Linked DNA regions of Mus musculus: region 1 is linked to region 2. Evidence: chromatin contacts called from public promoter capture Hi-C data. All regions are on one chromosome and are shown on one strand. Each heading gives the region's core, a stretch centred on a gene start, on an enhancer-like site or on the middle of the called end of the contact. The rest is flanking DNA. Distances are from core to core; before and after follow the strand shown. Region 1 holds the start of Mis12 (MIS12 kinetochore complex component). Region 2 holds the start of Wscd1 (WSC domain containing 1).

Region 1 (4,730 bases), core at 1,723-4,222, 730 kb after region 2:
AATCTCTTCTCTGGCCACCAAGGAAATCAGGCACACACATGGTGAGTATATTTACATGCATGCAAAGATAAAAGAAGAGGAAAAAATATATAATAAATAAATAAATAGTGAGGAACCAGATAAAAGCCAGACTATGACACTGAAATAGATTCATGATTTCTTTATGATTTTGTCCTTGATACTCCAATATAAGATTCTGCAGGCTCAGCTAAAGATATGTTTCACTGGCAAGCCACAAGGATAAAATTAATGACAGTTCATATCAAGGCACAATATTCTTTGGCAATCCACTCTCCTACCTTCAAACCACCTAGGGCTACATTTGCAGAAGCTCTCAAATAGTAACAATAATGGTAACGACTGATCTCCTACTCTTAACTATTTCTACATTACTTCATCCTCTTGTGGATCTGTTTTGTGATACAAGTTTGCATGATCCTTTAACGCCAAACATTGCACAGATCTATAAATCAGGGATACATTTAAGAGACTTTGTTGGGAACAAAGTCAGAAACATGTCATATGATATGACCTTAAAGTCAGAAGAGTCTGCATTATAATTGGAATAAACTTTTAAAATTCTTATTTGGCAGTTCCTTTATCAGACCTCATCCATTTAATTTTGTCTTTTGTTTACTCCTCTCTATTCAGTCAGTAGGTCATCTGAAAATATTCAAGTCTTTCAGTTTTATACAATAATTTTTTGGTTTGTTTGTTTTTCGAGACAGGGTTTCTCTGTATAGCCCGGGCTGTCCTGGAACTCACTTTGTAGACCAGGCTGGCCTCCAACTCAGAAATCTGCCTGCCTCTGCCTCCCAAGTGCTGGGATTAAAGGCGTGCACCACCACACCCGGCTATACAATAATTTTTGAAAGAGTTGATTTTATTGTTTATGTGTATATGCCTTTATATGCACATGCCACATGCATGTATGTGCCCCTGGAGGCCAGAAGTGGGTGTCAGACAGGCTGGAGCCAGGGTTATACTGAACATGCGCTGTAATGCAAACTCAGGTCTTCTGGAGAAGCAGTCTGGGCTTTTTACTGTTGAGCCATGACCACCTACACACAAGAACCACCTTTTAGACACTGTGTTATAAGAGAACAGCTACTCAAGACTACAAAATTTAAGTGGAACGTGTATTCTGTGTCCATGTCTTCACTCACCTTGGTTATGAGACTAATTCATTCCTCACTACTCTAACACAATGACAAAGTCATCTAAGTAGGGCGATGTGGTTATTTAGTTATCCCACCAAAGGACGCAACCTTAGCATCATCTGTTCTTGTATAATCAACGTTACAAGTTTGAGTTTATAAGGATATTTTTTTTGCTCCTAACTGATGGGTTAGAAAACTGGTTTTGCATATGTAGAACTATGCAAGAAAAACATCCTTTATATTTCAAACTAGGGTCTCAAAACAGGTCTTCATTTTCACTTTAACTGCTAGGAGCCTTGGAGGTATTAATTGATCTTCTAATCATAACAGATGGATGATGGAGATTTTTCTATACTAACTTCTGGGGGACTTGTTACTTTATTTGCATGTATAATGTCACTAAAGATTGCCAAAACATTCTCAGAATATCTAAGCTGTTTTACACTCACTTGGAGTAGACCAGAACTTCTTGTATCTACCAATACTCTAACTTTTGTGAATTTGGTAGTCATAAACTTGTTTTTCTTCCCTATAGAGCTAAGAGTATTCCCAGGGCCTTTGTACATACCAGTACGCACTCTAGCACGAGATTCCCAGACCCACACTGTATTTTGAAGACTAAGACCATATGGCTTCGCATACTGTTTGGACACTGAAACTACCTCCACCTTCCACCTTCACATATGTTGTTTCTATTGAGATGACTTTCCTAAAGACTGTATTTTCATTATCTGAATAGATTGGTCATCTGTTACAAATTACCCAATCAACTGACCACTTGCACCCTATAATTCTCTTAAGTTTGCACTCTAACTTTGCCTCCAAGTTTTCACCATTCCTGGATTGATGCGCCATGATTACATAACCAAATACCTACATCCAAACTTCCAGTTTTGAGAAAAGTTCCAATGTTGCCTTTTCTCTGTTGGACACTGCCAATGCTATAATGAGGCAGTAGCTATAAAGATGCAGTTTTACCAACAAGTTGCTAAGACCACTCCCCAGTGTTTGCTCCCATTCTACGTTGTCCACACTGGCCTAGAACTTCAGGATGGAACAAATCCTCTGGCTTCAGCCTTCAGAGTGGCTAGGAGCCACAGGTCGGTTCAACTACTTTCAGCTTTCTAGTCTTCCTTCTAAATGCCATTCTCTCCAACTTTTTACTTGGTTCCTACCAGTCTTGACGGTCGCATTTTTTTGTCCCACAATTTTTAAAGCTTCTTTATAACTTACTGAACACGTCTGCCACGGTCAGGATAGTCTTTGCTCCAGCCCAATCTAATTCTATTTTCTTTCCTTCAAGTAAGCATGCAGTAGGCGCAGATTCCAGAGCCAGTTCGAATACACATCCCTGAAGAACCGCCTCCGCTTTCCCTTCATCTACCGTCTCTTCTCTGCTAGATTAGAGTTCCTGCGGCTGAAGATAAACATGAGAGGTCCTCACACCGTCTCGACGAATGTAATGGACTTCAGAGCCTACGACCGCCACAGACAAGGCCCAGAAACCGCAGAACGGGAAGCGCTTCCTTCAGCTCCAGCTCCCGTACTACCCCGCGGCCGCGATGCATGCCGGGAACTCTAGGTCTCCGTACCCAGGCCGGCCAGACCGGAGGGATTCCCTACAGAACGCTCCGCCGCCCCGACGCCACTCCTCGGTCCCGCCCTTTCCGCTCCTCCTCGGAGAGCACACAGCCCCTACCGAAGCGATCCCGGGAGTGATGGATTCCGCCCCACACCGGCTTCCCGCCACTTCCTTCAAGCTACACTCAGCGGCTGGAAGAAGGCGGTAACACCGGCTCCTCCGAATCGACTGAGACCTGCCTCTGCGAACGAACGCCAAGGCGGGCTGGATCGCACTCCTGATTGGCTAGCCGTGGGTCAAAAGGAGCCACTGCGATTGGTAAAAGGAAGGCGACAAGGAGGGAAAGCTAGCTGTGGCCGGCAGGGATTGGCGGACGGAACTGGTCCTTCTCTCTGCGTTGGTAGGCGGAGAAGTAAGGATGGACCGACGCAGAGGCGCAACTCTTGATTGGTGGGTGAGCGGCCCCAAGGCGCCAGCGATTGGTGGCTGTCCGAGTACGCAGCGCTGATTGGACAGGAGTGGGTAGGCTGAAGGCCAGCTTTGAGTCCGCCCCGCCGCCTGGCATACTGGCGGAAGGGGAAGGGGGGCAGGCGCGGTGGGAAAGATGGCGTACCAGAGCCTCCGGCTGGAGTACCTGCAGATCCCGCCGGTCAGCCGCGCCTATACTACCGCCTGCGTCCTCACCACCGCGGCCGTGGTGAGCAGCTGTGGCGCCACATCCTCTTTTTCCAGGCTAGCTATGACTGCGTCTTCAGAAAACGGGTTTGGGCCGCGGAGAAGCCCAGTGGGTCTGGTCCCAGGGGTGGGTGGAGACATCCGGAGCTGACTCTAGGGTTTGGGATATTCCCAAGGGTGCCAAGCCAGTGACCTGAGAAGGGTGTGCCCCTTCGTGAAGGGCCAGGTCAGTTTCAGACAAATGAAATCCAGACCTGTAGTGAATCAGAAGTGCGGGAGCCGCCCACCCAAAAATGTGTCTGAGAGGTCCAGGTGACTAGTGGGAGTGAGGTCCGCTAGGTTCACAGACTATTATATTGAGTATAGAAATCTCGAGCTATCTGGAAACATCTTTCAAAAGACGGCCTATGGATATAAGTGTCTGGCCGCTTGTACCTATCCCTAATGGTAGCAGGGTCTTAGTTAAACCCCTTATTCCGAGTTGTCTCACCTAGCTGAGGTGGTGACCACGTGACGCACAGATTTGTAAAAGATGCTGTTGGCTTGTCTCTAAAATATGCTCACCCGCCTGCCTTATAGCATCCTCAAATATTGCAACATCAAACTGACATTGTGTGTTTATACAAAACGGTTGTGCAAATTCTAAAGAATCTCTTACCAGCTGTCACAAGCAAGACAGAAATGTATTCCAAGGGACAGAAATGATTAGATCTACTCATCCTTCGTGGTTCATGATGAAATTTTGTTTTGCGGTTGATCGGCTTCAAGAAGCTCTTTTTCCATTTCAGCAGTTGGAATTGATCACACCTTTTCAGTTATACTTCAATCCTGAATTAATTTTTAAACATTTTCAAGTAAGTGGTCTATATAGCAACTGTGATTAATGTTTTCATTATCTTTTTTTTTTTCGTATCGTTTAGTAAGTAGTAAATCCTGTGAAATAGAGTCTCAAAAAAAATAACCCAGTAGGGGAATCTCTGATTACAGGTCTTTTTGAGATGTAAAGAGGGCATTCCACAGCCTGGTTGGACTCTAGAATGGTTTGAGAGCTGCTAAGTATTTGGGAACTCCTTATATACCAAACTAGAGTTGCCAGGGGGGAGCCAGGTGCAGACAGAGCAAGCAGGAGGATGGCAGGTGCTGGATAAGCTTGAGCTAGAGAGAGAGAGAGACTGTCTTAAGAACATAATTTTTAGTGTGTCTTTGATGTGTTGAGATTTTATATTTGACTACAACTAGTTAAGAACTAATGTGGCCATAGTCCCAGCAGTCAGGAACCTGAGCCCACCTTGAACTACATACCAAGGAATTGT
Region 2 (4,412 bases), core at 540-3,039:
CTGAGGCTCACATTTAGCAGCAGGCCAAATGATGGCCCAGAAGGTGCCACCTGCTGGGGGAGGCAGATAGAAGAAAAGGACAGGGGTCTCATCTGCTGTCTAAATCCAAGTTGCTCTCCACTTCTGGTCAAAGCATAGGACAGTACTGTCTATGCCAGGGACTTCAGTGCCCGTTGAAAAGAGGGATCTCCTCACCCCAAGATAAGTTTCCTCCAAAGATCGATGGGACAATTTTGGGATGGCTGGGAGTAGTCATGATGTCAGGGAGATAAGGGGACAGTTGCACCCACTACCCCCAGCTTGGTAGCTGGCCAAGCTGCCCTCAACCACTACAAAGGAAGATGCCTGGCTCTTCCCTGAACCTGGGGGCTTAGCAGCCCCTCCCCACAGGCATCTTCTTGAGGGATTTCAGTTAAGAATATATGTGTGGTAGGAGGTCATGCTTGGAAGAAACCAAACCTACACAAAGAAAGCTCTCCCTAGCTCTCTGGCCAGCACGTGTAGTCATTCAGTTAGATAGCCACCAAGTGAGGATACTGTCTACAGAAAGAGCCACCCAGCCCAGCATAAAGCTCCTCTTATTCTTACAATCCTTACAGCCCTCACTTCCCGTATCTGATGTTGAGTTCCTGAACCCCACGTATGGGTTCCTACCAAAGCTGGTCCGTAGATATAAGAATACTGTTCTCGCAACAGGAGAGAAGAGGTGACAAAAGTACAGGGGAGTACCGAGTTTGTTCATTTTGTCTGAAAAGTAGCCTACAGCCTACGACGGAGAGTGAGGGCCGGGTCCCAAGGTAGGGCTGTGGGTGCTGGAAACTGCCAATCTGTCAGCAAGCAGATGGGGCAGAGGTCCTATTCCCATTCGGACTCCCCGTGGACTAGCTGGTAGGACTAAGACCATCAGCGGAGCACAGACACCCAGAAAAGCAGTTAGATAGGTTACCCTGAAGCAGCTGACCCAGCCAGGGATGCTTCTGACTAGCAAAGAAAAACAGCACACAGAGCATCCAGCCACGAGTCTCCATCCACACCTTAGAAAGATGCAAAGCGCGACACCGGGTAATTTCTTCCAACAAAATACATACGTTTCTGTTTTGCCTCTGCCTGTGTTCAAGTTCATCAAGAGACCGGAGAAAACCCTTCGCTGACCGGAAGCCTAGCTTGGGAATGGAACGAGAGAGGGGGGAGCAGCTTCTGACGAACGTCTCCACCTAGGAGGGAGGCTGTGCGCACCCCAAAACCTGCCCTCAGCCCGACCGGGGAGTCAGACCGGACGTCCCCGGGATTCCGGCGGAGAAGCGGCTGGTGCAACTGCCTGTGCACATCCAGCCAAGACCAGACGTGGTGAGATGCTACCCACACATCCGCCACGGTCCTGGCGCGCCGGCCCCGGGAAGGCGCCTCGCCAGCGCGCCCTGCGCCCCAGCAGGTGCAACCCCGCGCCCCCAGCAGGTGCAACCCCGCGCGCTCCCAGTCGCATCTACACAAACTTGTTTGCCCGGGGCGGGGGTAGATCCGGCTCGCAGCCCGTGCTAGGGTCCTGGCTGGGAGACCTCGAAGACAGGACTCACCCAGCGATCACAGCCGATTGGGGCACCCGCCTTCCGGGGCGCCAAGCCCGCAGCCCGCAGTGCCCAAAGCTCAGACGCCTGTAGCAAGCGCACCCGCGCTCCCAGGCCCGCGTCGCGCAGCTCCCCGAGGCTGCGGACTTCCGCGCTGAGCAGTGGCGGAGCGGGCGGGCGCCCAGCTGAGCCGCGGGCGCGGAGTACAGCGAGTGGCGGGCGCAGAGCGGGCGAGCGGGCGCCCGGTCTGCACATGCTCACTCGCGCGGCCCGGGGACAGCGGCCGGCCTCCGCCGGGTCCTAGAGGCTTCCGCGCACCCCCCTCTTCTAGGCTCCCAGGAAGGGTCGCAGCTTGGCTTCGTGGCGGGAGGTATGTGGGTGATCTGTCCGGGCTTGCGAGACAACGCACATACCGCGGGTGACACGCACTACTCGCCACCGCCAAGACAAGACGTTGACCACTCTGTTGCACCCGCCCAGCCACAGCCTACCACTGCAGCCTAGCCGGCTCTAGCACGCACCATGGTGCTCACACCAGACGCACACAGGAATACACTGGGCATCGCCACTCGCAGCAGTACGCCGCCACACTCAGATGCAGACGTGGTGGCAGACGCACAGTGGCTGATACAAATACACACTGAATCACCAGACACCCACACTCACACACTCTGTACTCTGCTCCACTCACTCAGAAGCAAGCTAGGACACGGACAGTTGCACACACATACAGAGCCACACAAATTTGTACCACTCTAATGTAAATACCCAGGCACACACTGGATTACTGTCCCATACTGGGGGAGCTAGGCACATTCACCTAACTCTCCTTGACACACAGCCACTCAGAAACAAGCACTTGCTAGAAACACACACACAATTTGAGACAGTACCACAGAATTACAAAATGGCAAAGATACTCACACCATCTCCTTACACACCTGGGGTTCTGCCAGCAGCTTATCACTCTGCCCACATTGACACAGGGAGACAGACCTTCTTGATATAGAGTGTAAAGGGACATTGCCTCACTGGTACACACACACACACACACACACACACACACACACACACACACACCACAGAGAGGGGGGGCACATAGGTCTATATACAGCCCTCCTTTTAAATAAAGACTTACCCCACTGGGAAGCTCTGCTCCCCCTTTCGAAGCCCCCAAGTCACAGCATCTACCCTGCTCTTCCTTAAACAACAGTGGGTATAGTTCTCACCCAAGACTGACAGCCAAGATGTTCTTGGAGGCTGCTGGATGCTGGGGACAGGATGAGAGGAGGCATCAGGAGCAGGTGGCAGTGGCTCTAACGGACTTCCTGAATGGAAGTTTTTTACTTCCAACTTCCGCTAGGGGCAGAGCTGCTCAGCCACTCAGAGAAGTGGGCTTTCAACAGGTGCAGGGCAGCAGTGGGGCTTGGAAGGGGACCCGTAGAAAGCTTCTGGCGGTGCAGTCGAAAGGCACCCTGGTGGGGAAAGGGCTTGTTGAAGTTTACACAGAAGAGTCTTGGGTCTGGGGATGAAGGTTGAACTCTTTGGAGCCTTGGGAGTTTTGGGTAGGAGCAGAGGGATTTTGTGCTATCTCAGCATTCCAGGCCTGCAAAGAAAGTATCCTCTGCATAGCCTTTAATCATTGTTATCAGCTGTAACTCAATGAATCCTCTTGCAATGTTGTCTTGTGTTTGAACCCTCTTCAGGACTGACTGCATAATTTATAGGGTCCAGTGGCAAAAAACAAACAAACAAACAAATTATCCAAGATGCAAAGGTATAATTTTTTTAATTTTTTAGTACATATTTTCCTCAATTACATTTCCAATGCTATCCCAAAAGTCCCCCATACTCTCCCCCCCCCACTTCCCTACCCACCCATTCCCATTATTTTGGCCCTGGCGTTCCCCTGTACTGGGGCATATAAAGTTTGCGTGTCCAATGGGCCTCTCTTTCCAGTGATGGCTGATTAGGCCATCTTTTGATACATATGCAGCTAGAATCAAGAACTCTGGGGTACTGGTTAGTTCATAGTGTTGCACCTACAGGGTTGCAGATCTGCAAAGGTGTAATTTTAAAACAGAGTTTAGGGTTATTGGGAAACAGACTCTTGTGTCTTGCACAGGCCGTAAGTCCATGAAGTCACCCATGACCCTCTTATATCCTTTGTCCCACTTAATAGTTATGACAAACTACCTTCATTTGCATCCACTTCAAAGACAATGCTCTTGATGCACAAAAGGAGATGGTTGCCCAAGGGTTGCAGTGAGGACAGCCCTGAGAACCTCCAGATGCACTCCTCGCGATTCTGGGCACTGCTCTGCAGCTGCTGCTTCTTGGGAGGAGATGTCACCTAGAGCAGCAGCCACCTGAGATGTGGAGCTGAGTTGTCTGTGTGAAGTGTATGAAGGGTGGAGGGGATGTTAAGGGAAGAGTCCCGTGTCTGATTGCACCTGCAACGCGCAGCATGCCAAGAAGCACCTCCTGGTCTCCAGGTAGGTATGCCTGCCAACTTGACAAGAGACACTACGAAAGGAGGTACAAGGAGGAACCCATAGAGTAGTGAGTTGAGAAGGGCGTGGGAAAGGCAGTTTGGGTGTCAAAATGGGCATGAGTATTTCTGTGTTGGAATAAAGCCTTCCTCTTTAGCACTGGTTGCAGATAAAGGTTCAAGAAGCCAGCTTGGGTAGCCCTGATAGCAACACCCCTTTCAAACCATGCCAAGCCCCTCCCTGTGCCTAGATCTCCTTGCCACATAGCTAAGATCCACTGGCAGTTGGCTCCATATCATTTTCCTCCCATATGTTAAAGGCATCCTAATGCCCCATGGACTTCTATGGTGGTCCC

The links. Promoter capture Hi-C pulls out the DNA fragments that hold promoters and counts their contacts.
Region 1: a promoter capture Hi-C map of stem cell-derived epiblast-like cells shows a contact between it and region 2, with 3 times the contacts expected there. The contact joins the promoter of Mis12 here to the promoter of Wscd1 in region 2. A contact is called at or near these places in 4 of 39 promoter capture datasets (cranial neural crest, embryonic stem cells, hippocampal neurons and 1 more), 1 of 484 Hi-C or Micro-C datasets (embryonic stem cells) and 1 of 115 datasets of contacts at active chromatin or transcription factors (astrocytes).

Annotation. Positions count from the first base shown.
Region 1 is chr11:71,017,853-71,022,582 of GRCm38.p6, reverse strand. It overlaps Mis12 (MIS12 kinetochore complex component), which reads right to left and starts at 2,972. Exons shown (of 3, transcript NM_025993.3): 1 at 2,394-2,972. It overlaps Derl2 (Der1-like domain family, member 2), which reads left to right and starts at 3,280. Exons shown (of 7, transcript NM_033562.4): 1 at 3,280-3,439; 2 at 4,206-4,271. The coding sequence starts at 3,347.
Region 2 is chr11:71,748,392-71,752,803 of GRCm38.p6, reverse strand. Wscd1 (WSC domain containing 1) reads right to left here and starts at 1,789. Exons shown (of 9, transcript NM_001357965.1): 1 at 1,575-1,789.